Linked DNA regions of Mus musculus: regions 1, 2, 3, 4, 5 and 6 are each linked to region 7. Evidence: chromatin contacts called from public Hi-C and HiChIP or PLAC-seq data. All regions are on one chromosome and are shown on one strand. The core of a region is the stretch at or near the end of the contact, and the rest is flanking DNA. Distances in the headings are between cores, read along the strand shown.

Region 1 (3,453 bases), core at 397-2,896, 940 kb before region 7:
AGACTGGCTGATGCTCGGCTGTAGTTGACTTGAATTTCTGGTTCACCCATCCCCATTTCCCAAGTGCTGGGATCTTTGTGTGCAGTACCACATTGGGCTTAACAGGGAGGGTGCAGTCTTCAGTCTGTGACACAACTCCTCCTGAGTGGCTTCTCCAGAGGCTCCCCTTCCAGTTCTGCTGACTAATACCTCTTACCCTTTGAGACATAAAGGGGACGACTGCCCCATTGTTTTTAGCTCAGGGGAGCCTCACTGCTCTTAGGGGTTTCTCCTGTCACCCCTCTTAAAGATGCTGGTGATTTTTGCAATGGTGTGCTGTCAGCACCGAGATAAATAAAGGTTGCTTCCTGGGCTAAGTGGTTGTGTACTTACCTGTTATCTTTCTCTTAGATCCGAGAGTTGAAGACTATCTCCTCATGTCCTCGCCTCTGCCACAAACCATCATCCTGGGCCTCTATGTCTATTTTGTTACGTCTCTGGGACCAAAGCTCATGGAGAACCGGAAGCCCTTTGAACTCAAGAAAGCGATGATAACGTACAATTTTTTCATAGTACTGTTTTCTGTGTATATGTGTTATGAGGCAAGTGTCTTCAGTATTCCTAAATGGGAAAAGTTTGCCTTAGTCTTCTGTTATATGTTTGTATGTTCTTGTTATGACCGTCGAGTACCCCTGTCCTGAGAATCGAGGAATTAAGAAACTAAGCAGGTGTTTACTACAACAAAAACACCAAAATTGTTATGTCTAGATGAAATAAACCTGAGGCCCTCTGGACAGTTTCCATCATGGAGAGTGAGGGAAAAGAAAACAACATTTAGTTCAGAGATTTGCACATGAGAAACGCTGGTTTTGAGGCAACTCACACACAGAGAAAAGAATTAATGAACACAGAGTGACAGCTGGTAAGCAGAGACCTGATCCTGGAATGCACGCAGCTCCAGGGCTGGGAGCTCACTTGGCTGTTTAGTTTTTACAGGCTTTGAGGCCAAAAAGGGCACAACTTATTCCAAGTCATAAGTGGTAAAGCCCTGACCCTTGTTATAAGATAAACAGGAACCTTCCAGAACGCAGCAGATATTGTCCATTGACTTTCTGCCCCTCTGCTCATCACATGTCTCCGCTGCCTCACATACCTGAGTCTCTAGGGTTCTTTGTTGTGCTTGCTCATACTGGGGGTTTGTGAGGAGTCCTGGTGGCCTTGCTGGCCTCTGTGACACCCACCTCCTTCCTGCTACAGATTGCATAACTCTAGCTTCCCTCTGCTGCTGGTCACTTCTTTGTTTCTAGCGCTAACCCACAGATAACTGCTCTTTGTCCTTTCTAGACCATGGACAGGTTCCTCGCGCGTTTGCAGAGAGAGAGGATATGCATGTGAGAGAGGTGAAGACATGCTTCGAAGCAGGAACCTAGGCTCCTTCATCTTACCTGTAACTCTATATCCTAGGCCTCAGTTCTCTTATGCTGTAATGACAGGATGGAGCCAGTTTTCCCTGGATCCTGTTGTATTCTAGTTTTCTCAATTCTGTCTCTGACAGTTGTCATTGTTTGTGATGACCCCAAATTATATTTCTCAGGCTTGAAAAGAATCCAGTAGTAACCAGTTAGTTTTGGTTCCTGCTTTGTGAATTACAACATAGAAGAGGGTTTTTTTTTTTTTTTTTAAACTGAATCAGAGAGTTCCTGTCTTCACTAATACCTGAGTTATGGTTTCAGGATATACTGCCTGCTGAACATGAACCACAAACGTTTTCTTTACGAGCTTAAAGATAATAACTGTCATAACCTCCATAGATTATTGGTATGTTCTTAAACTCTATATTAGGATGATGCTAAGTCCACTCTGTTCAAACGGAGACTAAATAACTAGGGCATTATAGACACAGGCACAGTTTATGATGTGGAGCAAAATTTTGTCAGGGTTTCAGAGTAATATATATAAATATATATGTTTGGCCAAATAGAGGAGCAAGGAATCATGTCATCGTGAAGGATTCATCTGTCTTCTTGTGATTGAGTTTGCTAGCAACGTGGCACAAGTCAGACCCTAATGAAGATGGAGTGGGTGAGACCCACACAGGACCAACACACACAATTTCTCTCTTTTAGCCTTTTTTGTGTCAGGGTAAGGTGGCCAATCAGTCATCGACGTTAAGTAAATAGTTCCTGCTGTTAGAGCGATGGTTCTCAGCCCTCCTAATGCTGCGACCCTTTAATACAGTTCTTCCTGTAGTGGTGACTCCAACCATAACATTGTTTCCTTGCTACTTCCTAACTGTAGTTTTGCTGCTGCTGTGAATCTTAATGTAACATATCCGATATGCAGGATATCTGATCTTTGACCACCACGAAAGGGCCGTTCAACCCCCAAAGGGGTTGTGACCCACAGGTTAAGAACCCCTTGGCTAGAGTGTCATTTCTATCAGTTGAACTGAGTCTGAGCAGAGCAGAAAATGGCATCGTTCACTGACTTGAGAATTTTGAGAAACAGAATTCACTGTTTCTGTCAAATTCCTTTCGTTGCTTTGAAAAGATCTGATGACTTGATTTTTAAGGTGTTTCTTAAAGCAGGAAATGCATGTCCTATACTGTCCCGAGTCCCAGTGTTCCAGAGGTGATGTTATATTACAGAGTAGAGTTGAGAACAGGGATGGGGTGCATTTTAAAAACAACCTCTTGTTCTTTCCCACTTCTTCCTTCTCTATGCATATTAAAATACCATTTTGGCTGATCTCTGATGCCGGGAGACCTGTTCTCAAATCCCTTAGGAGGCTGAGACAATAGAGTCCTGAGTTTGAGGCTAGCCTGGGTTACATAGCAAAACCAAGTCTCAAAAAAATCAACATACAAAAGCCTCAATAAAGCTGTTAACTGTGTATTTTTATATTGGAAAGTTATCTCTTTAGCTAACTAGTGATGAAACTATAAATATAATGTTTGCTTCAGAAGCCAAAAGTTACATAAACCTCATAGTGAGTGAGATGTTCCAAGCCAGCTGTTGACCAGTTGCTGAGGAATAAATGACACTTGGCAAAGAAGAGACTGTTATTGTCCCTACCCCGGATCAGCCCAATCATGTGTATCAATTAAAATCAAGTACTTGGCTTTCATTTGTAGCTACTGTTTTAAAAGATCTTCCCACCATCAAACTAAAAGAATGTCACTAGGGTCTTTGAATTAGTGTTCAGACTTACCAACAATAGGCTTTTATTTTTAACACCCGTAGAAGGTCACTTGGTGGGTGTGTTGGAATGACAGTCTGCCAGATTATACTTCAGTTAGTAACAAAAGCATTGTCTTCCCTTAGTTGTCTTGTGAATTCAAAATACAGCTGGTATCAGACCTGTGTATGGTCTGTTTTTATGTTAAAGGCGGAGAGGGCATCAGAGCCAAGCACTGCCCCTTCCTGGGTACTTGCCAGTGCCCATGGTTACCCTGTTGGCAGGTTTTTGTTTGT
Region 2 (3,615 bases), core at 1,113-3,612, 690 kb before region 7:
TCCTCCTGTGTGCTCTCTGCTTCGTTAACATGGTAGCTGCTGCTTTCCTGGGGCACTCCTGGGAGGTATGCAAGATAAAGGAAAGATGGTAGCCTTGGAAAGGAAAGAAGGCAGTGTTTCTACCATGGCAAAAGACAGAAGAGAAGCAAATCCTGCCAGTCTATTTTAGAAGCAGTTCCTTTAAGTGAATCTGTCATGTAGCCAGTAAAGTTGTTAACTTCTTAAAGATAAAGGAAGGAATATTTCCTTTTAACAAAAATAGACTGTATTTGGTAGCGACGAGGCGTCTCCCCCGGTGATGAAGCTGGAGCAGTTCCTGAAGGGTGAGGGTAACATATGTGAATCCATTTTGTTTGTACTGAACTGCACAAAGAAAATCAACATTTTGCTCAGTTAGGACGTTCTAGCTTCTAAGAGATCACTGCTTTGAATTGTAATCGCACTAGATAACATTTTCTTGTATTCACATTGTTTCCATTTGATTTGGAAAAACCTTCCTGGGAACATTTGCTCCTCTTTGCATAAATAAATTACCATTTTAATTTAGAGAAAATGCTTCAAAATATGGTCATAAATTTGAATTTAGAGAGACCCTGACCTCTGCTTTTTAATCTCTTGGTTATTTGGGGGACTAAGCCCTGTTCTTTACCTATGTCTGTACAACAAGGTTCCCAAGTCTAGATCTTAAAATGTCAACCAGGATTGTTTGGTGTTCTACTTGTGTAAATCAAGCTGTGGTTGTTAACTGACCGTCTGAGCATGCCTTGTTTGGGGAATCCAGCACTCCATGTACTTCTGATGTCTCTCCAGCAGACTAGTCTAGGCATACTCTCAAAAATGGTGTTCAGGGTCTGTGAGCAAGCAGGACCAATTACATAAAGAGGCTAGGTGGCAACACACACACACACACACACACACACACACACACACACACACACACACACAATTTTTGGTATCACATTTGCTAGCACCCCACAGGCCAAGGGAAGGCAGATCACAGAGTCTTAGGAAAGGAGCACAAGGCTGTGAGTTGCAGCACATACACAAGGCAGATGGGATTTGAAAGCCATGAACACACACATCCAGTGTACCAAAAGCCACTTCAACTTCTTCTTTCCTTTATCTTGCATACCTCTCAGGTGCTTCCCAGGAAAGCAGCAGCTACCAAGTTAAGGAAGAGGGTAACATAGCAGACAGCACACAGAAGGAAAACAGGCTTAAAGCGTCTGTCTCTCTCTCACGCCCAGCTCCCTGACACTCACAAAGCTTCTGTTTTTCCAGTTGTCTTGTTCTATGGTATGTCTAAAGACTTGGTAAAACACAAACGAAACAAAAGAGTGAAAACCCTCTCCTCCTAGTTACTTCACACTGCCTGTTATCGATGCTTGTTGAGGGCTTAGTCTGCCATGAAATAAAAATCTTGGTTTAATGGTGGGCCCACTAAATGATATGGATTCTCTAATTCTAACATTTTTTTCTTTTCCATTCTGGCTGTACGTGATCCTGAGCTCTAGTCTATGCTAAGCAGTTCCAGCATTTAGGGGCCTATATTTGAGCAGCCTTTGGGGAGGAAATCCGTGGTTTGACTCTTGTTTTCACGTATAATTGTTTCACGTTCTTCTATCCCAAATCCCATGTTTGCATTTATTACTGCCCACTGTATGTGTCCTAGAGAAACCTCAAATGAGCATGTTGCAAAGAATTCTCATTGTCTGCCTTTTCTCGGTTGCTAACACCCTGGAATGCGAGCCTGTTGAGTGGCTTTCATACCATTTCAATCATGAATAATACAGTTGTGTAAAAATAGACAAAGTGTAGGTCTCTTAGAAGCCTACAATTTGCTCGGCCTAACTGATGTTAAACAAATGCTTGAATATGTAAATTAATGTCTGGCAGCAGTACCTGGGGTGGAGAAAATGAAGCCGTGTATAGATGGACTAGTAGTGGAGTTGAATGGAGAACGGGTACTCAGGGAAGGCTTCTGAAGTGAGGAGCAAGCGGTGAGGAGCTGGACAAAGTGTTTTCAGCAGAGGAATTAGCAGGTGCAAAGGCTGCTGGGACTTGCAATGGGAAGAAAGGTAAGAAACGTGGCGAGCAGACAACCAGGGTCTAGCTCATGCAGCGCCTTTTTGAACAGTAACATCTTTGCGCTTAGACTCTGAGTTCAGTGGCAATCTGTAGGTCCTTTTAGATATGATCTGATGTCTGGCTGCCGTGTGAATAGGCTACTGTAGGGAGTCAAGCTTTGAATCCTGTGATAGTTGAGTTGGAGAAAGATGCTGAGGGGCCCTTGGGCGAGTTGGAGTGGAGTCAGCGTGAGAGGAGGGCAGATCCTTTAAGATGTGTTTCATTTAAATAATCTAAATTTAGAGAGCATGATCAGCTCTGCAAAGCTGAGCATATGGAGAGTGTTTCCCACAGCAGACCCAGCATACATCCGGTGACATCTGAGTTAATTTTAGGTAGTGTGTCACATGAATGGATGTCTGTCTACATTTTAACGGCTACTTAGGAATTTGCGGCTCATTAGGAAACTCACATGTAAATCTTGTGGTTACAGTTTTTATTTTTAGTAAGTATGAAGTATTAAGTCTACAGTAAAGGTAGTAAAAATTAGACACATTGGCTATCTGGAGTGGAGCTGCTACTGGGACTGTTGATAAGGCTCACTTTCTAGGGAGAGCAATGACTCAGGTGGTTTTATACCATGTGAGGACCATTAGAATAGACTTTATCAGTTATTTATTGAATCGTAGGCTCCACATTAGATGATGTCTTACTGAGTCTCAATATAACTCTGTGAGATGTGAGTGGGTAAAACCTTAGCATTTTGTCATTAAAGAGTCTGGCCTCAGAAGGAGAAGATGCATCTAGCCCTGCAGAGACTTGATGTGCCAAGATAGGGGGATATCGGGGGTGGGGGGCTCCATTCACTCAGAGGAGAAGGGGAAGGAGTATGTGGGAAGGAGAGGACCAGGAGGGGGGACAGTGATCAGGATGCAAGGTGAAATAAAATAAAAATAAAATAATAATAATAATAATAAAAGTGTCATCATCACCATCATCACCATTATCAATCATTAGGCAAGTGACTCACAGAGAAGAAGACCTTGTTCTAAACAAGTCTCCTCTGGGTTCTCAGACATGGCAAGCTTGCAAGAGGGATGTGTTGGTCTGATGATGACTCTTCTGGAAATAAGGTCTTAATCTGTTTTCCAGAGCAATGTATCTTCAGGACCTGAAGTAGTTCCTGCACGTGGGCAAACTTGTTAAAGAGATGAGAGAAACAGATCTCCTTCTCTGAGGGTGGGGGGTGGGGGGTGGGATGGGTTTTTTGTTTTTTCACAGAAGGATGCTTTAAGAGGCAATGACCTAGAATCTCATGGGAGAGGCCATATTTGGGGACTTCCAAGTGACTTACTTTCCTTCTTAATTATGTTTTGTGTGTGTTCAGGTCTTGGTTAAGGCTTAGCTTCTCTTCTGTCCGGATGTGCAACTCTCAAACCTCTGACTTGCATCCTAAATTCTAGTTGGAGAGGGATGACTTCACTACCAACCTTGGAGCCACTCTAAGGCAAGGGATCCCCAAGCACATGACTTGTTCCCCTTTGAGCT
Region 3 (3,505 bases), core at 276-2,775, 610 kb before region 7:
TGGGAAAACGGGGAGTTTTTTGAACAGTGCCAATTCAGATGAGGAAAGAGTTAAGCCTCACATTTAATCACATGGTCTTATAGATTCCTGAGGCGGGGCCTGGAGTGGGACACTGTGAGGGAGCTATGGATCGACATCAGCAAGGATCAATGTTGTGTGATCACCACCAACTGTATGTCATTATCAGGTGCAGAGGCTTTCTCTGAAGTGATCTTGCTGAGAGGATGATGTAGACTCCCTCTTCTGTCTTAGGATAAAGTGGGAGGATGAATTCTTTCTAGGACTCTGTCTTTTCCTAGCTGGGCTGGTTCTTCTTTGAAGTTTTACCCATTGAGTCACCTTAAGAAAGAAATTCTTGAAATATGGCTTTTTATCACTATCTCCCATTCCTTGGCATTTTTATTATGAAAATGCCATATTTTCAAGAACTTACGTCATATCTAATTTAAAGCCTAGTATTAAATTAACCTACCGAAGCACATACTGCTCATTAGAGCAGGAAACTCTCTCCATGTACAGTCCTTTCCAGGAACTACTCTTCAAAGGTTGTGGCTCTCATATGCTCTCTTTTCTAGGCACCCTGCTACTTATTGCAGGTGTTGTCTATTTACCTTTTCTCTGCTTAAAGCTTTGCTTTGTCTAATAAAGGCCCATGTATGTAATAGCAGCTTCACAGAGTGCCAGTGCTTACAAAAACTGTCTTTTTTCTAAATTAACGAAGAGGACTATATCCCAAGTGGTCCTCCTTGGATGTTTCTTTGATACACAATAAAGTAAAGAAATTTATACATTTAAACCCCCCTCCACTTTCTGTCCACTAATACCACATAGGTTTTGTTCTTAGTCCATGAGATAATGTGTTTTATAGTGGAATGTTAGCAGAATAAATTTTTGTTGATAAATGTGCTTAGAGTTTGATAAGAAGTTCCACTCCTATACAGCAGAAAATGAATATAAAAAATTTGGAGCCGATGGTCTCATCCACTGCGGTTTTTTCCCATCCACATTCTTCTGTATGGAGTGAGACTCTGGGTAGTGACCGTTGCAGGATTCAGTCATGAAAAGATGTTGAGACTCTGACCATCCTTGAGATTTTCCAGATGTACAGTTGGGTAAGATGTAGATGCTGTTGTGGACTTAATGGTCATTATGAGATGACATGATGCCCTCACCATGGCTCTTATTTAATACAAATGATTTAATTTACATCATATGGTCATTAGGCAGACACTTGAAACTGCCTTTGGCTGGCTAAACAGAAAAGGAATTTGTTAAGAGATTCCAGCCATCTACTGGGATCACAGGGGATGAGAGTGGGAACAAAGAGATGCCAGAGCCACATGTAGTCACATCAGAGAGCCATCCTGGTGAGCTATTGTCAAAGTCATGCTGTGTACCAGATATGAGGCTTGCGTGGCCACAGCTGCTGTTAGCTGCAGACATTGCTGCCTGGCACACAGACCTGGTACCTGGCTGCTGCAACCACAGTCATCAGAATGAAAGTCCCTGCTCCCTGAGTCATTGACTCATGATGTGAATCATAAGGGTGGTGATCTGTCCATGACCAAGTTGTGATCTGTGCCATGACTAGTAGAAGTGGGAGAAATGAAGGTCTGGCTATTCAAACAGCTTTAAAGGAAGTTGTTTTGTGTCCAATTTGAGCTTTGTATGGTGGGCAATTCACCAAGTACAAGAAAGGATTCAGAAGCTGACCCCATAATTTAAGCTGTACATAGCCAAGCAATTTCATCTAAAGGCATTCTTTCAAGCCTTCCATTTTCATACTTGCTGGCATCTTGTTTTCTTTAAAATGGCTTATTGTTTGTTGGTTTGTTTTCAGGAAGGAGAAGAAAATATAACATTAAAATTGTTAACATTATGTTCTTGAAGTTTCTGTAATCAATACCTGGAGATAAATGCTATGCTGACCCCTTCACTCCCAGGACCACCTCTTGACCTAGCTGATCATAACACTAGTAATCTGGAAATGTGTAGAACTTGCCTTCCAAGAGCATAGCTCTAAAAGGCAGCAGAAAAGATATGGAAAATAATTTAAATGAGGCTTAAAACTGGTATAAACTTAGCAGTTTCTCCCCTCATTTGTATTAATAATCAGATCTTGGAATTTCCAGGCACTAAAAACTTCAGCATGAGGATCTATGGCACTGTAACAGAGTTCAAGGGTGATTATCAAGAGGAAGTGGAGTGGAATGCTTGTAAACAATGTGTTGAGGATTACTCAAAGGGGGCTGGTGGTTCCCTGTTGTGGGAGCCAGACAGAACTAGGCATAAACCTTAAATTAACTCCAATCAATGGCTAGAGGCAACATTTTCCATTGTTTCTTATCCTCACTTGAAAAAGGTCAATGATAATTCTTTTTTGTTGTTGGGGTTTTTTGTTTGTTTGTTTGTTTGTTTTTTTAATTTTTAATTTTTATGGTTTTAGACTTTATTTTAGAAAGGCAGGGGGAAGGAGAGAAGGTAGGAAGAGGGAGAGAGGCTGGCCATGGCCACATGGAGAGAGGGGGGAGGGGAAAGAGAGAGAAGGAGGGCTAGAGATGAGAGTAAGAAAAGTGAGAGTTTAAAGAGCCAATGATGGTTCTTAATGCAGAGGGCTGGTGTAGGGAATTCATGCAAATTGCCTGGTAAATGTTCAGTAGATGGTAGTTCTTATTCTAATCCCCAGCACAGAGAAAAGAAGGTGCTTCTGGGAAAGCGATTGAGACCCTTGGGGCCATTTTCAAGCCCAATAAAGCACTTGAATGTGGTGAGGGTAGAGAGAATCTTACACAGTGGCATAGGTAGTGTGAACTAAGGGGCTTTCAAGGTATAATTTCTCTCTCCCCTCCATGGTTAACTCTGGAATAACACTACTTGAGAACTGGACAATAATTAGTTTTCTGAACTTAGCCCCTTCTGCTTTTGATGTCTAAGTACTAACCATGCTGGCTGTGCCCAGAATATCAGCATTCATCTGTCTAGAAAGAGGCACCCATTTACCAGGATAGAAGGCTTCTGCTTTGTCCAAGTACTAGAAGGTTCTAAAAAGTGTGACAGTCACTGTCAAAATGATCACTCTGACTCTGACCTTCCCCGGCTTGATTTAGCCAATGTGTTGAGTGGTCAGTGGCTAGAAGAAGCTATCAGAGCAGCCATGAGCAAATCCTTAATAAAGGTGAAATTGATCTAGCACTTGCAAACTTGCCCATAAATACCATTACTGTTTGCACCCTTTCAAACTGGGTGCAAACAGTAATGGTAACTCTTTATTTTCTTCAACCTGAACAACTTCTCCCCTATCCCCTATAAACAACTCTAATAAAAATTCATTGGGATAGATTTGCAGGCACATGGGAAAGGAAGAAAGGGGATGGAAGAGGGAGGGGAAGAGGAAGAAGGGAAAGAGAGAAAGACAGAGGTGAAGAGAGGAGAAGAAATTAGAAGTTGCAAAGAATGGCATAGAAAGAATGGGAGGAGGACAAGAGAGGGTAGTGGGGTAAATATA
Region 4 (3,446 bases), core at 893-3,392, 920 kb before region 7:
TTGCTGCCAAATGTGACAGCCTAAGTTCCATTCCCCAGGACCTCTACATGGTGGAAAGAGAAAACTGACTCCAGAAAGTTGTCCTCTGACCTCCGCACACACACTCCATAGTACACATGTGCAGTCCTCCCAAATAAATAAATAAATGCATTTTTAAAGTTTAAAATTCTCTTGTCACTATTTTCTCTTACATTTAAAACACATTATTCGGAATGAGAAGGAGAATTGGTGACAAATGTTAACTCTAGGTTCTATTGACACTTCTCTCTGCCGTTGTATATATTTGAAAGTTCCCAGCTTTTAGCAAGCATTGTGTATGTTTTACCGTTATGATTTTGATTCCAGGTAGACATCAGAGACATAGTTGATGTGATTACTCACCATTGACACCAGTGTCTGTCTGTCTGTCTGTCCCTCTCTCTCTTTTCTCTCTCTTTCTCTCCTCTCTCATATATACATATATCATGCATCTATATCTATATATAATTTATAGTACATATATAATGTATATCTCTATATACACATATGATTCATATATGTTATATATGCACATTACGTTTGCTTACACATTTCTTTTCAAACATTTTTATATTAAAACAATATATATGTGTGTATATGTATGTATGCATGTATATGTATGTGTATATGATATGTCACAGGGTTTCATATAGCCCAGGCTGTCCTTGAAATCACTATGCAACCAAGGATGACACTTGATCCTCCTGCCTCCATCTCCTGAGCCCTGAGATTACAAACAGGCACCACTGCACCTATTTTATGGCTGCACGTTAGGCCAACATTCTGTCAACAGATCCATATCCCAAGTCTCTGACAAACTTTAAACTGCTCTTATGTAGACCCTGATCTCAAAAGGTTTTTAGAAGGCCTACATAAATAGTAAATAAAACCAAGGCAGGCTACATGTTGCCAAGTTAAAAGTTTGTTGCAAAAATATGAGACCTTTCCCTAAGCTGACATTTTGCTACAACAGTAGTGTTGAGTTGGGCTTGGTGGTGCATATTGGGGGTGGGGGTGGGGCTGATGCAAAAGTATCACAAGTTCCAAGACCGCATAGCAACATTGTGTCAAAAGAGAGGAAAGGGGAGGGAGAGGAAGGGAGAAAGAGAGAAGGAATCTGATCTGAGAAATGACCCTTCAGAGGGATCCTGGGGCTCCCTCCCTGCTGCTGTTTAGCTACTTCCTTCTTTCAGGAAGCAGCCCCGTATAACAGCAAGTGGTTATCATATACTGTTCTACAGCATGGCACTATGTAGGCAAGCACTCAGAAGAGGACGGGCACAGAAAGAGAGAGAGAGTGAGAGTGGTTACAGAGACACAGTTCAGATCAGAGACTGAAGGAACTACCATCCAGAGACTGCCCCACTTGGGGATCCATCCCATAAACAACCACCAAACCCAGACACTATGGCAGATGCCAACAAGAGCTAGCTGAAAGGACCCTGATAAAGCTGTCTCCTGAGGGGCTCTGCCAGTGCCTGACAAATACAGAAGTGGATGCTCACAATCATTCATTGGACAGAGCACAAGGTCTCCAGTGAAGGAGCCAGAGAAAGTACCTAAGGAGCTGAAGGACACTGAAGCCCCATAGGTGGAACATCAATAATGTTAGGACTGGGAATGGGAGTGGGTGGGTTGGGGAGCAGGGGGAGGGGGGAGGGGATAGGGGATTTTCTGAAGGGAAACTAGGAAAGTGAATAACATTTGAAATGTAAATAAAGAGAATATCTAATGAGAGAGAGAGAGAGAGAGAGAGAGAGAGAGAGAGAGAGAGAGAGAGAGAGAGAGAGAGTTTCCTTATCTGTATCAATCCTGGGGTCATACAAGACACACAAGACAGACTGTGAGTCTGTTCTCTGCCAACAAACTTTTTCAAGAGTCCACCACAGCAGCTTCCATTGCATCTCAGTAGTCAGGAGCCCCTCACGACTGGCCTTCCTTAGTTATCGGGGAACAGGGGAAATGTAATTGTTCTGGGTGGGTATGCCATCACCTCTAATGAATTGTTCTGGGTGGGTGTGCCATCACCTCTAATGAATTGTTCTGGCTGGGTGTGCCATCACCTCTAATGAATTGTTCTGGCTGGGTGTGCCATCACCTCTAATGAATTGTTCTGGGTGGGTGTGCCATCACCTCTAATGAGATTCGATTCTGTTAGTAAGAGAGGTAACACATAAGGTCTGTCTGTACAGGCAAATGATGCAACCTGGTCCATTGAGAAGCCACTGAGTTACATAATTGTAGCAAATTAACGTGTTGGCCAAACCTGATTTGGACACCCAGAGGCTAATTTTCTCTTTGCTCATCCATGCTGGATATTTCATATTTCAGGGCAGGAATCTGAATGTGTTTCATTATTGACTGCTACCCGAACAAACCTCCACCATGATTTTTTTTTCTCACATCTAACTCTGATTTATAATCGAGGAGAGGACTTAGGGGACTGGACTGTTGTGTCAATACGATGTGTGTAGCACACAGCTTTCTGGAGCACTGCCCAGGAAATCTGATACACACACACACACACACACACACACACACACACACACACACACATATATATAAATTTTCTATAAACATTAGAAAAGAAAATGGGAAACTTTTGATTGAAAATAGAGAAAACCTAAAAACGTAGAATAATGATTAACAGTGGCTGCTTTTACTTTCATTTTGTCCCTTTCATTTGTCACTGAGAGTGACAGGACTTGTAATCATGAATCTAAAATAGCATACTTGCCCACAGTGTTGAGAGAGGCTCACAAACGATTGGCCACCACTTAACATCACCTAATGTGATGTTACCAGCGTCAACTATGACATATGTATGGCATATTCTCATTAGAAACAAACTACATCCTTTTCTTTCCTTTTTTTGAAGAAACACCTATTTTATATTTTTGTTATGACACATTATTATAAAATATACACGGAGATATAGCCTCATTTTATACTTGAAATAATATTTCCTGTGTTTTTGCAAATCTATGTGTTTTATTTACTTGCTTACATATTTCTTTTTAAAGTTTTTGTATCATTTAGAATAATTTTATTTTATTTTAATTTTTTTATTTTTTATTTTTTTGAGACAGGGTTTCTCTGTATAGCCCTGGCTGTCCTGGAACTCACTTAGTAGACCAGGCTGGCCTCGAACTCAGAAATCCACCTGCCTCTGCCTCCAGAGTGCTGGGATTAAAGGCATGCGCCACCACGCCTGGCTTAGAACAATTTTAAATCTAAATAAATTTTGACTATATTTACTCACACCAAGTTCATCCGGATCCTCTCTTCTTCCCTACCTACCCAACTTTAAATTCTTTCTTAAAAAATAATCCACAAAATCAATACAACAAAACGCCCAACACCTAGAAAACAAAATACAACATCACTTCCCCGCTCTGAAAAAAAAATCTCATCAAATTATAACCAAA
Region 5 (3,183 bases), core at 536-3,035, 730 kb before region 7:
TATTTAAAGAACTATTGGTACATGATGGCTGATTAGAGAGACAATTGTCTTCAGGGAGCACACCCTGATAGGCTGCCCATGCCTAGATGGTCCATAATCATGTTCATATAGGCATCATTCAATGACTATATATAAAGAACACATAAGGTAAGAGGGGGAAAGAGAAGGGAAGCTAGGAGAGGAATTATAAATGGGCAGATTTGGTAAAAACTCACTATATATATGTATGACTATTTAAAAAGTTCTAAAGGGAATGTTGAATGTTACAGAATTTTTATTTTCTGTAGAACTGGAAAGATGCACAGGAAATGTTCTTCTGCTCATCCCATGTCATAGGCCATCAAAAGTCTTAAAGTGTTTACATCACTGCTTTGGGGTAATGGGCTGCTGGTACGAAATGGCAGTTGAACTGTGACCTCCTCTAACATCTGGTTGTGTTACCAATCAACTGCAGATCCTCTGTTTGCTCCAAGTGGGAGTTATGAGTAGAGGAAGGCTGCTTCTCTGGTATTACTGCTCTGGTGTAGGCCTCTGGGGTGCTTAATTCTTAGCTCTATTGCAAGAAACACTGTAGCTCTGAAGGAGGTCTAGGAAGCTGGGTTTCCCAGACACTGACAGCAGATCTTACTACAGCTTCTCAGCCTACAGTATCTCCTGTTTTCTTTTTCTTTCTTTCTTTCCTTCTTTCCTTCTTTCTTTCTTTCTTTCTTTCTTTCTTTCTTTCTTTCTTTCTTTCTTTCTTTCTTCCTTCCTTCCTTCCTTCCTTCCTTCCTTCCTTCCTTCCTTCCTTCCTTCCTTCCTTCCTTCTTTCTTTCTTTCTTTCTTTCTTTCTTTCTTTCTTTCTTTCTTTCTTTCTTTCGTTATTTCAGCCTGGGCATTCTCTGAAACTCTTCAGTTGCCTCCATTCGCTGCTGCCCCTGTCGTCACCACCACCATCCTTATGGTGACTGCGATTGTTTTTGAGGTTGCTTCCTCTGCTACCAACTGTTGTTTCTGCCTCTCTGTTACCCTTGCCTTCATACCTGTTGCTGCTGTAGTTGCCACTACATCATTCCTATCACCATCTCTGCCTTCTCCATGGCTAAGGTTGCATCCTCCTTCATGTTACATCTAACTCTGCTGCTGCTGAGAACCAAATGAGGCTATAGAGATGATCTGAGAGGAGTCCTTCTATTAGCGCCCGGGTTATAGTTTCAAGGGGAGGATGGTGTTTACCACAGAATGTCTCCCAAGATGCTCACGGTGAACCTGTGTTTATAGCTAGAAAATGGGTGTTTACATCACTCGTAGAAGACCTCCATTCGCATGAAGGACTGTGCTTATATACCAGTCATGGGTCATTCTCTTTGCATGACTCATAGATGTCTTTTGCTAGACCACAAGGGGGAAGTGCTCCAGTTGCAAGATCATCTAGGTTTCACTGAGACTTGTAAAGGTGTCAAATCCAGGACAATCTGGTTGAGAACATTGTTATTTGAACAGTGTGCACTTTAGGAAGCAGAGTTGTACTTCAGTAGCGAGCAGCTATGGCTGCTGTGTAGCTTTCACGAGGCATCTGTGGAGGAGTCTTTAATGCGATTGGTGCTGCCTTGCTGGCAGGTCAGTGATCGTGGTCACTCAATGAAGCTGTCAGTTAGGATGGCAAATTGCCCTTGCCCCAGAATCTTAGCTTATTTTAAAGAAAAAAAACCCACCAAAGATATTTAAATATAGACATCATTTACAGTGACCTTTTAACATTGTCTATTTCCTGCCTGACACCCCGGGGAAATGGGTCTCCTTTATCTCAGAGGGTTGAACTGCTCTTCAGCATTTGTTTTGTTTAGAGATGGTACTTACCTCAAGTTGAAGGGTAGATGCGCCACCTACTAAGACACACCAGTATAAGTAAAACTTTGAAAGCAGGCTACCAAAGGTCTGAGTGATAGAGTGTGAGGTAAATCCTCATGAAGTCCTCAGAAGGCTTTGGCTGTCCCCAAGAGAGAAGAGAGATTCTTCCTAATTAAATAATGTTCCTGTTGAAAACAATGTTGTAGAAGCAGAGTTTTAATCTGGCAGTCTCTTGCTGCCGAAAGCATGATCAGCTTTTCCTCCCCCAAGATCCAGGAATTAACCCTTGATCTGCGATAACCATGCTTTTTCCACTGCACATTTCCAAGTATTGCAGGGAACTCTTCCCATGTGAGAGTGGAGACACAATTCCAGCGAAGGCAGGAATAGTGGCCTCAGTGACTGGGAAAATCATTTAATCTCTTCCACCCTCAGTAACCGCAGCTATAGGAAGGGACAATTACATCTATCATGTCTTAGAATGGTGATCATTTCCATCGCTACCTGACCCATGGCAGCTACTTGCTGATCCTGTGGCATTTATTATCATAAGTTTTTCGTCCGTTCTGCATGACTGGAATAGTATTGTCACCCATGTTCTATAGCTGTGAAAGCTGTGGCTCAGGCTACTTCAGTAACTGCTCTATAAAACTTTGAAAGTAATTAAAAAAAATCACACATGAGAACATTTTGAAAACCTCAAAGCTTTCTGCAGGTGTATGTTGATATTGATGGATGTGAAATAGGTAGTGTGTATTCATTGAGTTTCTTACAATAAATGCTTAACACTGAGATAGATTTTAATTAATCTGTGAAATGAGAGATTTCCCCTAATGTATATTATATAAGCTGTATTGTAAGCAAAATTTAAATATACCCAAATGAAAGTCTCTGCCATGCTTAGGATCAGGCGTGCATTTCTGTTTCACTGTTTTTAGAGGAAAGGAGTAATGAAACAAACTTACTAAAGTTTTAAGAAATAAAAAACCAATTGCATATAACTCAGCCTTCATGTAACAGTCCTCAAAATATGGGTGTTGTTATAAAAACTTCAGAGAAGACCAGAGAAAGCTTCTACAGGCCAGCAGACATCTGCTGAAGGTTCATTCACCATCTATGCTACTGACTAGCAGTGTAACCTCTCCTCTACATCTAGCTCTTGGCTGTTTATTTTTTTTAGTCTATAATGACCAACAGGATTGTTAAAAACTTATTTGAAAGGCTTACCCTGGATTCAGACGCATAAAACTTCCTGTGTGAGGATAGCTGGGAATCCACAGAATGTCCCTAAAATAAGCACCAAGGTTTGGAAAAACAATTTTCTCTTTTGGGAAGCACCATCCTGTTTTCATA
Region 6 (3,144 bases), core at 205-2,704, 750 kb before region 7:
TGGGCTTGGCTTTGCTATCTGTCAGTCTTATGGCAGAAGGTACCCTTTCAGTAGTTTTCTTTTCTGTGCACGATTTAAGGGGAGGTTTACGTTTCTGCCTTACTGTATTTCTCATCCATGACACGGCGTGGTGATAATTTGCATTTTGGAAGGTAGAGAATCAGTTCAGTTGATTTCCTGCTTTCTGTTCCGGGGCTCTGAGTTGTCACTTCCCATTCAAATGGGATTCAGCGGAACACACAAAGCTGAAAATTCTAGTGGAGTTGATTTGCCATGGGGGGGAAAAAGCGAGTTCGTGGTTTAGGGGGATCTGCTCTAGAGAGTTTACTCTTCAGTTTGTTTGTTTGTTTGTTTAATACTAGGAGTGAAATGAGGGGAACTTTCACTTTTATCCTGTAAGTCCTATTCTATGAGCCTGATTTTCAAAATCTACTCCTCAGGTTAAGATATTGATCAGATTTTGAGATCTCAGGAGGTGCTTGCTCCCTTGGACATGGGGTAATGGGGGGCATCTTCTAGTGTTTATTCTCTAACCTATTCCTTCTTTTCCTCTTTTCTATCATTTACAATATCTCCAGGTTCTTGATTTCATTTCTTTCCCTCATTGAAAGGTGGATGTTCTAATTTCCCCTGTATAGCAAGTGACACTGATGCTTTAGTGACGTTTAGTGACTTAGCCTGGCTCACTCAGGTAATAACATCTGTGAGGATGAGACTCTAATGTGCCATCTTCAGACATCTTGTGCTTTCTTCTTTTCATATGACACAGATTTTCTGGTAAGATGCTGTCAGGAAGCAAGGAAATAGGGGTTGGGTTGGGAAGTGTGGGCAGATTCCCCTGCTATTGAATTTTGTACGCAGATGGATAAATCAAATTGTAGAAGCACCACCCTACCTCTTTTTGGTCATAGACTTGCATCTGATGCGTCTTGAGGGAACCATTAATTGCAATTATGGAGACAAACTAAAATGTTATGTGTGGGCTCAGCCATGTTTCATGCTGTTTTTGGATGGCACACATGTTTTGCTGGAGGACAAGATGCATTTTATGTTACCCTAGTCTTGGTAAAGCAAATGAAGGTGGGGAGCCAGTTATGAGTTGGTGTCAATACGAGTCTTTAGTCAGGAAAAGGGGATCAGATTTAGTGGCTACATAGAAGAAGTCAGTGGTGGAACTCTGATTATTAGAAATCCAAGGAGGGAGTATCTAGAAATCTCGGCTGCTGCCGTGTCTGACAAAAGTTTATGAAGTGATCTGATCTGACTGGACTCTGAAGAGAACTCTCTGATTCTAGAGCAGACCTCAGGACCAGACCTACAACCAAGTTCCTTCTGTGTCTGGACTGGAGGATAGCATGTGCTTTCCTACCATCTGTGAGCAGTCCCCAACCTAGCAGTAGATCTTCTTCCTGAATCAAGCCACTCCCTCCACAGCCCCAAAGCAGAAGCAGTGGGTGGGTGGTGAGCTGGTGGTTGGCTTGAGGTCACATCCCACAGGCTGCTAGTCAGTTGCATTGCTGTTAGATCCTGACCTTTCTCTTTCAGGACTTACAAAAGAAGAGTAGATGAATAGGGAATTAAATATTAGGAAAAGGAGGGTTTGGCAAACACAGGCACACACACCTGGCAGAAGCCTCTTCCTCTAGAGTGTGCATCATAAAGAGGATTTTGAGAGTTGGCATTTCCAAAGGCTGTAGCTCTAAAGAAGAGGATTCAACAAAGGAACTTAGATTCGGACTAGACTGTGGTCTAGATGTGGAGGTTAGGATTCCGTGTAACTGGCTAACGTAGGAGCAAGCACTGATGGAAATAGAGTGCTTGAGGCACCAATGAGGACTCGGAGGTTGAGGATTAAAAACTGAAGAGGAAAGAAAGGACATGTATTTGCGGTCATCAGAGGCAAAAAGACATCATGGTCCAGCATCCATTTAGGGTGTGCATCTCTGCACCCAGACCAAATAGCTATGCAATGTTTATCATATCTTACTATTTATTTGTTTAAGGAAGGTGGTGGAATATTTGTAAGCTGAATATTATTTTAAAAAACACGAGGGAGTTTTACCCCTTAGAAGACTCATGGGTATTACCCTTTAACAGCAAAGACTTATTTTAGGGAGTAGATGCTCTCTTTCAGTGATTGGCTTTGAATCTCTGGATTGTAAAGAATTTCCTCTCTGTAGGGGCCAACATTCTACCCTTTTACAGATTCTGGAATGTTTTCTGTTTTTGAGACAAGGTCCTACCCTATATGCCAGGGTGATCTTGAATTGACCAATCCTCCCGCCTCTGCCCGTAGATTACTGAGACCACAGGATGCACTACAACACTTAACTTTGACTTTTTATTTCCTGCTGAGTGTTTGGTTGCAAAATTCATAACTCAAGTTAGTAATTATTTCCCAGTTATTTTTTTTTATTTCAAATAGACTGAAATGTAAATATAATACTGAAATGTAAATATCTTGGGGATACTATTTTATATGTAGAATTTAAAGAAAAGCAGAACGCTAACCTGCCTCAAGGGTTCATGCTTTTTCAGGGCAAGTCCTGTGCAACAGCACTTTTGGAGGTGGCTAGCAAAGGAAAATCTTTCCAACAGTGGTGCTCAGCCACTAAGTTTGACTTTTGGAAAATGAACATTATTCTTTTTCTAAATGGGACACTGTGAGCTCAGTCATGTACACCATGAAAATAATTGGTGTGTTTTAGTTTGCCTTGTGCCAGATATCATGCTCGTTGAAAGATGATTGGCCTCAAACCAGCACATTTAAAGGTCAACTGGTTGTTCTTAAACTGCAAAACTTTTAACTCTTTCATTCTCAAGAGCTTTTTACCCAAATGGCCATGTCAGGAGAGACAGTGTACACTGTATGTTAACTTTTGGAACATTTTGTTCTTGAAATGTTTCTTTTTATGAAGTTCTCTGGGCTCCCTGTAGCTACAAAGGATCTGAGAAATGAGTTTTCTGTCAGCTTTTAGACATGACTCAGAGCAGAAGGGACCAGGTTCTTCCATAGTTAATACATTTGGATGGGAGCTCTAATATGGTTGTGGCCAGCACATGGGTATCATCATGGGCTGGAAGTCCTATCCTTTTATTTAAAATGCTTCAAATTGTTTAGGAAACAAAGCAAAACAACAACAA
Region 7 (3,204 bases), core at 588-3,087:
TCTATGCTTTGGGTGGGGGTGGGGGGGAGAGTCAGTGTCTTAGCAGTGTCTTAGGGCTGTAGAACCAACATCAGCAATGCTCCTCCCATTACTATACAACAGGACTGGTCCATTAAAAGGCTGGCCTGCTGAGTGACTTTTACCCAAACTCTCTGCTGCTCTAAAGGAGGCAAAACCAAACCAAACCAAAAACCAAACAAACAAAAGCAACAGCAACAACAAACAAGAACAAAAATCATAGCGGTGCATTTAGCAAAAAACCAGTAAGCAAGCATCAAAACAGACTGTGACTGGACCAGAAGTAAATACCCACGAAGAATCACTTAAATACAGACAGGTAGTGCTTAGTAATAAATCACAGACCATCTTAACAGCAAGCCTTACAGGCGTAGAAAGGATAGACGAGTTCACTGTTATCAGAATTTAGGAATATTACATCATGTCACAGGGTGAACGAACTGCAGCTTAACCCAGCATGAAGGTGAGCAACGTTCAGCACTTGCCCTCTGGTATTTCTCCTGCTATTGCCTGGGAGAGCCACTTCAGCTGCTAATAAGAGGGTGCTTCCGGTGCCTCAGACTGTATGAGAGATCACTTATGGGGAATGGGGGGTGGGGGAGAAGAGGCAGCCAAAGGGAAACTCCTTGGGGCTGTTAAAACCATGCTTTCTAAAGTCACACGCGTGAAAAGAAATGGTACAACCAGAAAAACCTGTGACCAGGTGACATAAGGGACAGTCGAGCACCTATTGGAACAGGATTTAGCATCCCCCTATGCCTGGCCACAGGGATCGGGGAAAGCATTCTGCTTTCCAAGCCTAAAGTCTTGGAACTCACCCAGATCTAAGGGAGTGGACATCTAAACGTGAGAAATCCTTTTGCAAACGGCTCAGGAGCAGCGCCCCAGTCACTGCAGGGAGGTTTGGTTATTTCTGTTTGTACAAATGAGAACTGCGTGAGAAAAGCCCCGCGCCTTGATGGGGGATACTTAGGAAGGGGCCACACGGGAGAATCCAAACCGAAACCTCTGGGGCTGAGGTTCCCGCAGTTCTCATCCGGACCCATGGCTTCCCTGTTGCCAGGGAAGAGGCTGGCTCAGGCAGGCAGATCATCTATGGGAGAGAAGATGACGCTCACTGTGCCTGAGGTCAGGACAGCCGATTGCTTTTTGGATAGCCTGGACTTCTGCGGCAACATTTGTGCCACAGGAAACAGTGCCGTTTCCCTTGAGGCCAAGTTCCCCTTAGCTCTGTCGGTGACCTTCACTATCCATGGCTTACCATTCTCCAAATCCCTCCTAACTACCCCCCACTGCCTCTTTCTTGCCACCTTCTTTCCCAATTATGCGTTTGGGGAAAGAGGCCCTCTTACCAAGTGAATCCGTTGCCACAGACATTAACACAGCCTCAGGTATTTAAGGTCAATACGCACCAAAAATGTTCCCACGTTTCACTGACCAAGACCATGCATCAACCTTGACCAAAATGCAGGTTAAGTTGGGGAGGTTAGAGGGCAGAGTAACCAGGAGAATGGGGGAAAGTCCTCTGTGGATCTGATGTGGTGACACGGGGGCTGACCGATAAGGAAGACGACACCAACAGGATTCAAACTAATGGAATCCAATCAGTGGGCACTGACTCCAGGTGACGATTCTTGAGAGCTGAGTTAGAGCTGAGGCACTCCGACAGGCTTTCATTTGCTAGATAGTTGCCACTTTCGTGCTCGAACATAAAAACCAACCGTCATTTTACAGTTTGGCAATGTTTGACCTGCGTTAGTTTAGTAGTAACACCCAAAGGATAAATAAGCAACAAAGAGTGGGAACACTTCTGCTCTACACCCCATGTCATGGCTACTAGCAGCAGCACACGCCACTGAATGTCACTGATTGGGAACTCTGGAAAAGGCTGTAACGTCCCCACCTACCCACCACCCACCCACCCAACCCACTGAAAGCATTTTTATGTTAGCCCTTGAACGCCAAAAAGAAAAATAAATAATAAAATAAATTTAAAAGCGTCGCTTTAATGTTTCTAAGGCTTGAGCGACACCTAGTGGTAGTCTACAAGATTGCTAAAGCACTGTAATAGGGTTTGGCTAACTTTTTTCGTTGTTTTTCTTTTATTCTCTCATATATTCCACCCCAGCTGTAGTTCTTGCCCTCTCCCCTCCCCCAGCTTCCCACCCCCTCCACCTCCCTCCTCTCCCAGATCCTCCACACCCATTCCCCAGCCCAGCCCCGCTGTACACACACACACACACACACACACACACACACACACACACACAGAGAGAGGGTTGGATGATGCAACCCAGTAGGAAGAGGGTCCCACAAGCAGGCAAAAAAGTCAGAGACAGCCCATGTTCCCATTGTTAGGAATCCCACAAGAACACCAGGCTACTCAGCTATAACATATGCAGCTGACCGAGGTCAGACCTCTGCAGACTCCCTGATTCCTGTGAGTCCTGGTCAGGGCTATATTCTTGCGGTGTCCCTGACCCCTCTGGTTCCTCCAATCCTTCCTCCCACTCCTCCTCAGGACTACCTCATGTTTGGCTGTGGGATTCTGCATCTTCTCCCATCAGTTGCTGATGAAGTCTCTCTGATGACAATTTTAAAGCCTATGAGTAGAAACTACAGGGGGGAAATGACAGGTAAATTGGGCACAGATGGACTATTCTCAGCCTGGAGCTTGCAACTCAAGAGCATTCACGTATCATTCACATATCAAAATTTCTCTATATAAGACATTTACATCACTATTCATAGCACTAGCAAAATTACAGTGATCAAGTGGCAACAAAATAATTTTATGGCCGGGCAGTGATGGTGCATGCCTTTAATTCCAGCACTTGGGAGGCAGAGGCAGGTGGATCTCTGAGTTCGAGGCCAGCCTGGTCTACAGAGTGAGTTCCAGGACAGACAGGGCTACACAGAGAAACCCTGTCTCGAAAAAAAAAATATGGTCAGGGTTTACCACGACAAGAGGCAGTGTATTTAAAGTTTGGGGCATTAGGAAGGCTCAGAACCACTGCAATACACCATCTGTTTGCACAGCACTTGTATTAAGCATCGTGGATATATAGAGATGATTGAAAGAATATGGACAGATTGCAGAGATTCTATGCAAACACTGTGCCATGCTCATCTGAGGTCTATGAGGGACAGCTCTGGCTTGAGGGACATGTACTCCTTAGTTCTTTG

The links. A called contact is a pair of places that touch in the nucleus more often than the background predicts. HiChIP or PLAC-seq counts read pairs in DNA pulled down with a chosen protein or histone mark.
Region 1: a contact with region 7 is called in a Hi-C map of bone marrow-derived macrophages, with 12 read pairs. The contact joins two enhancer-like sites. A contact is called at or near these places in 1 of 15 datasets of contacts at CTCF or cohesin (large pre-B cells), 1 of 484 Hi-C or Micro-C datasets (bone marrow-derived macrophages) and 1 of 115 datasets of contacts at active chromatin or transcription factors (bone marrow-derived macrophages).
Region 2: a Hi-C map of bone marrow-derived macrophages shows a contact between it and region 7, with 13 read pairs. The contact joins two enhancer-like sites. A contact is called at or near these places in 5 of 484 Hi-C or Micro-C datasets (bone marrow-derived macrophages, cortical neurons, embryonic fibroblasts and 2 more), 2 of 115 datasets of contacts at active chromatin or transcription factors (embryonic fibroblasts and large pre-B cells) and 1 of 9 other capture datasets (embryonic stem cells).
Region 3: an H3K4me3 HiChIP or PLAC-seq map of bone marrow-derived macrophages shows a contact between it and region 7, with 3 times the contacts expected there. The contact joins two enhancer-like sites. A contact is called at or near these places in 3 of 484 Hi-C or Micro-C datasets (the G1E-ER4 cell line, Th1 cells and bone marrow-derived macrophages) and 2 of 115 datasets of contacts at active chromatin or transcription factors (bone marrow-derived macrophages and embryonic fibroblasts).
Region 4: an H3K4me3 HiChIP or PLAC-seq map of bone marrow-derived macrophages shows a contact between it and region 7, with 11 times the contacts expected there. The contact joins two enhancer-like sites. A contact is called at or near these places in 1 of 484 Hi-C or Micro-C datasets (bone marrow-derived macrophages) and 5 of 115 datasets of contacts at active chromatin or transcription factors (bone marrow-derived macrophages, differentiating embryonic stem cells, embryonic fibroblasts and 2 more).
Region 5: a Hi-C map of bone marrow-derived macrophages shows a contact between it and region 7, with 13 read pairs. The contact joins two enhancer-like sites. A contact is called at or near these places in 9 of 484 Hi-C or Micro-C datasets (ECoMG myeloid progenitors, the G1E-ER4 cell line, bone marrow-derived macrophages and 5 more) and 4 of 115 datasets of contacts at active chromatin or transcription factors (bone marrow-derived dendritic cells, bone marrow-derived macrophages and embryonic fibroblasts).
Region 6: a Hi-C map of bone marrow-derived macrophages shows a contact between it and region 7, with 13 read pairs. The contact joins two enhancer-like sites. A contact is called at or near these places in 6 of 39 promoter capture datasets (the C10 cell line, cranial neural crest, frontonasal cranial neural crest and 3 more), 1 of 484 Hi-C or Micro-C datasets (bone marrow-derived macrophages), 1 of 115 datasets of contacts at active chromatin or transcription factors (bone marrow-derived macrophages) and 1 of 9 other capture datasets (embryonic stem cells).

What each region holds. Positions count from the first base shown.
Region 1 is chr13:108,266,800-108,270,252 of GRCm38.p6, forward strand. It overlaps Elovl7 (ELOVL family member 7, elongation of long chain fatty acids (yeast)), which reads left to right. Exons shown (of 8, transcript NM_029001.5): 3 at 391-581. Among named protein-coding and RNA genes, the nearest start is that of Depdc1b, 48 kb to the right of the region's middle. Within about 2 kb of position 1,647, at least 28 of the 459 cell types and tissues checked have an H3K27ac peak or open chromatin away from gene starts, as enhancers often do. A contact at or near this core is called in bone marrow-derived macrophages, where this site is marked.
Region 2 is chr13:108,524,904-108,528,518 of GRCm38.p6, forward strand. No RefSeq gene overlaps it. Among named protein-coding and RNA genes, the nearest start is that of Gm27572, 28 kb to the left of the region's middle. Within about 2 kb of position 2,363, at least 39 of the 459 cell types and tissues checked have an H3K27ac peak or open chromatin away from gene starts, as enhancers often do. A contact at or near this core is called in bone marrow-derived macrophages, where this site is marked.
Region 3 is chr13:108,602,231-108,605,735 of GRCm38.p6, forward strand. No RefSeq gene overlaps it. Among named protein-coding and RNA genes, the nearest start is that of Pde4d, 50 kb to the right of the region's middle. Within about 2 kb of position 1,526, at least 43 of the 459 cell types and tissues checked have an H3K27ac peak or open chromatin away from gene starts, as enhancers often do. A contact at or near this core is called in bone marrow-derived macrophages, where this site is marked.
Region 4 is chr13:108,286,944-108,290,389 of GRCm38.p6, forward strand. It overlaps Elovl7 (ELOVL family member 7, elongation of long chain fatty acids (yeast)), which reads left to right. Exons shown (of 8, transcript NM_029001.5): 8 at 1-166. Among named protein-coding and RNA genes, the nearest start is that of Depdc1b, 28 kb to the right of the region's middle. Within about 2 kb of position 2,143, at least 19 of the 459 cell types and tissues checked have an H3K27ac peak or open chromatin away from gene starts, as enhancers often do. A contact at or near this core is called in bone marrow-derived macrophages, where this site is marked.
Region 5 is chr13:108,483,851-108,487,033 of GRCm38.p6, forward strand. No RefSeq gene overlaps it. Among named protein-coding and RNA genes, the nearest start is that of Gm27572, 13 kb to the right of the region's middle. Within about 2 kb of position 1,786, at least 9 of the 459 cell types and tissues checked have an H3K27ac peak or open chromatin away from gene starts, as enhancers often do. A contact at or near this core is called in bone marrow-derived macrophages, where this site is marked.
Region 6 is chr13:108,464,522-108,467,665 of GRCm38.p6, forward strand. No RefSeq gene overlaps it. Among named protein-coding and RNA genes, the nearest start is that of Gm32450, 29 kb to the left of the region's middle. Within about 2 kb of position 1,455, at least 29 of the 459 cell types and tissues checked have an H3K27ac peak or open chromatin away from gene starts, as enhancers often do. A contact at or near this core is called in bone marrow-derived macrophages, where this site is marked.
Region 7 is chr13:109,211,129-109,214,332 of GRCm38.p6, forward strand. All of the region lies in intron 3 of Pde4d (phosphodiesterase 4D, cAMP specific), which reads left to right. Among named protein-coding and RNA genes, the nearest start is that of Mir582, 110 kb to the right of the region's middle. Within about 2 kb of position 1,838, at least 27 of the 459 cell types and tissues checked have an H3K27ac peak or open chromatin away from gene starts, as enhancers often do. A contact at or near this core is called in bone marrow-derived macrophages, where this site is marked.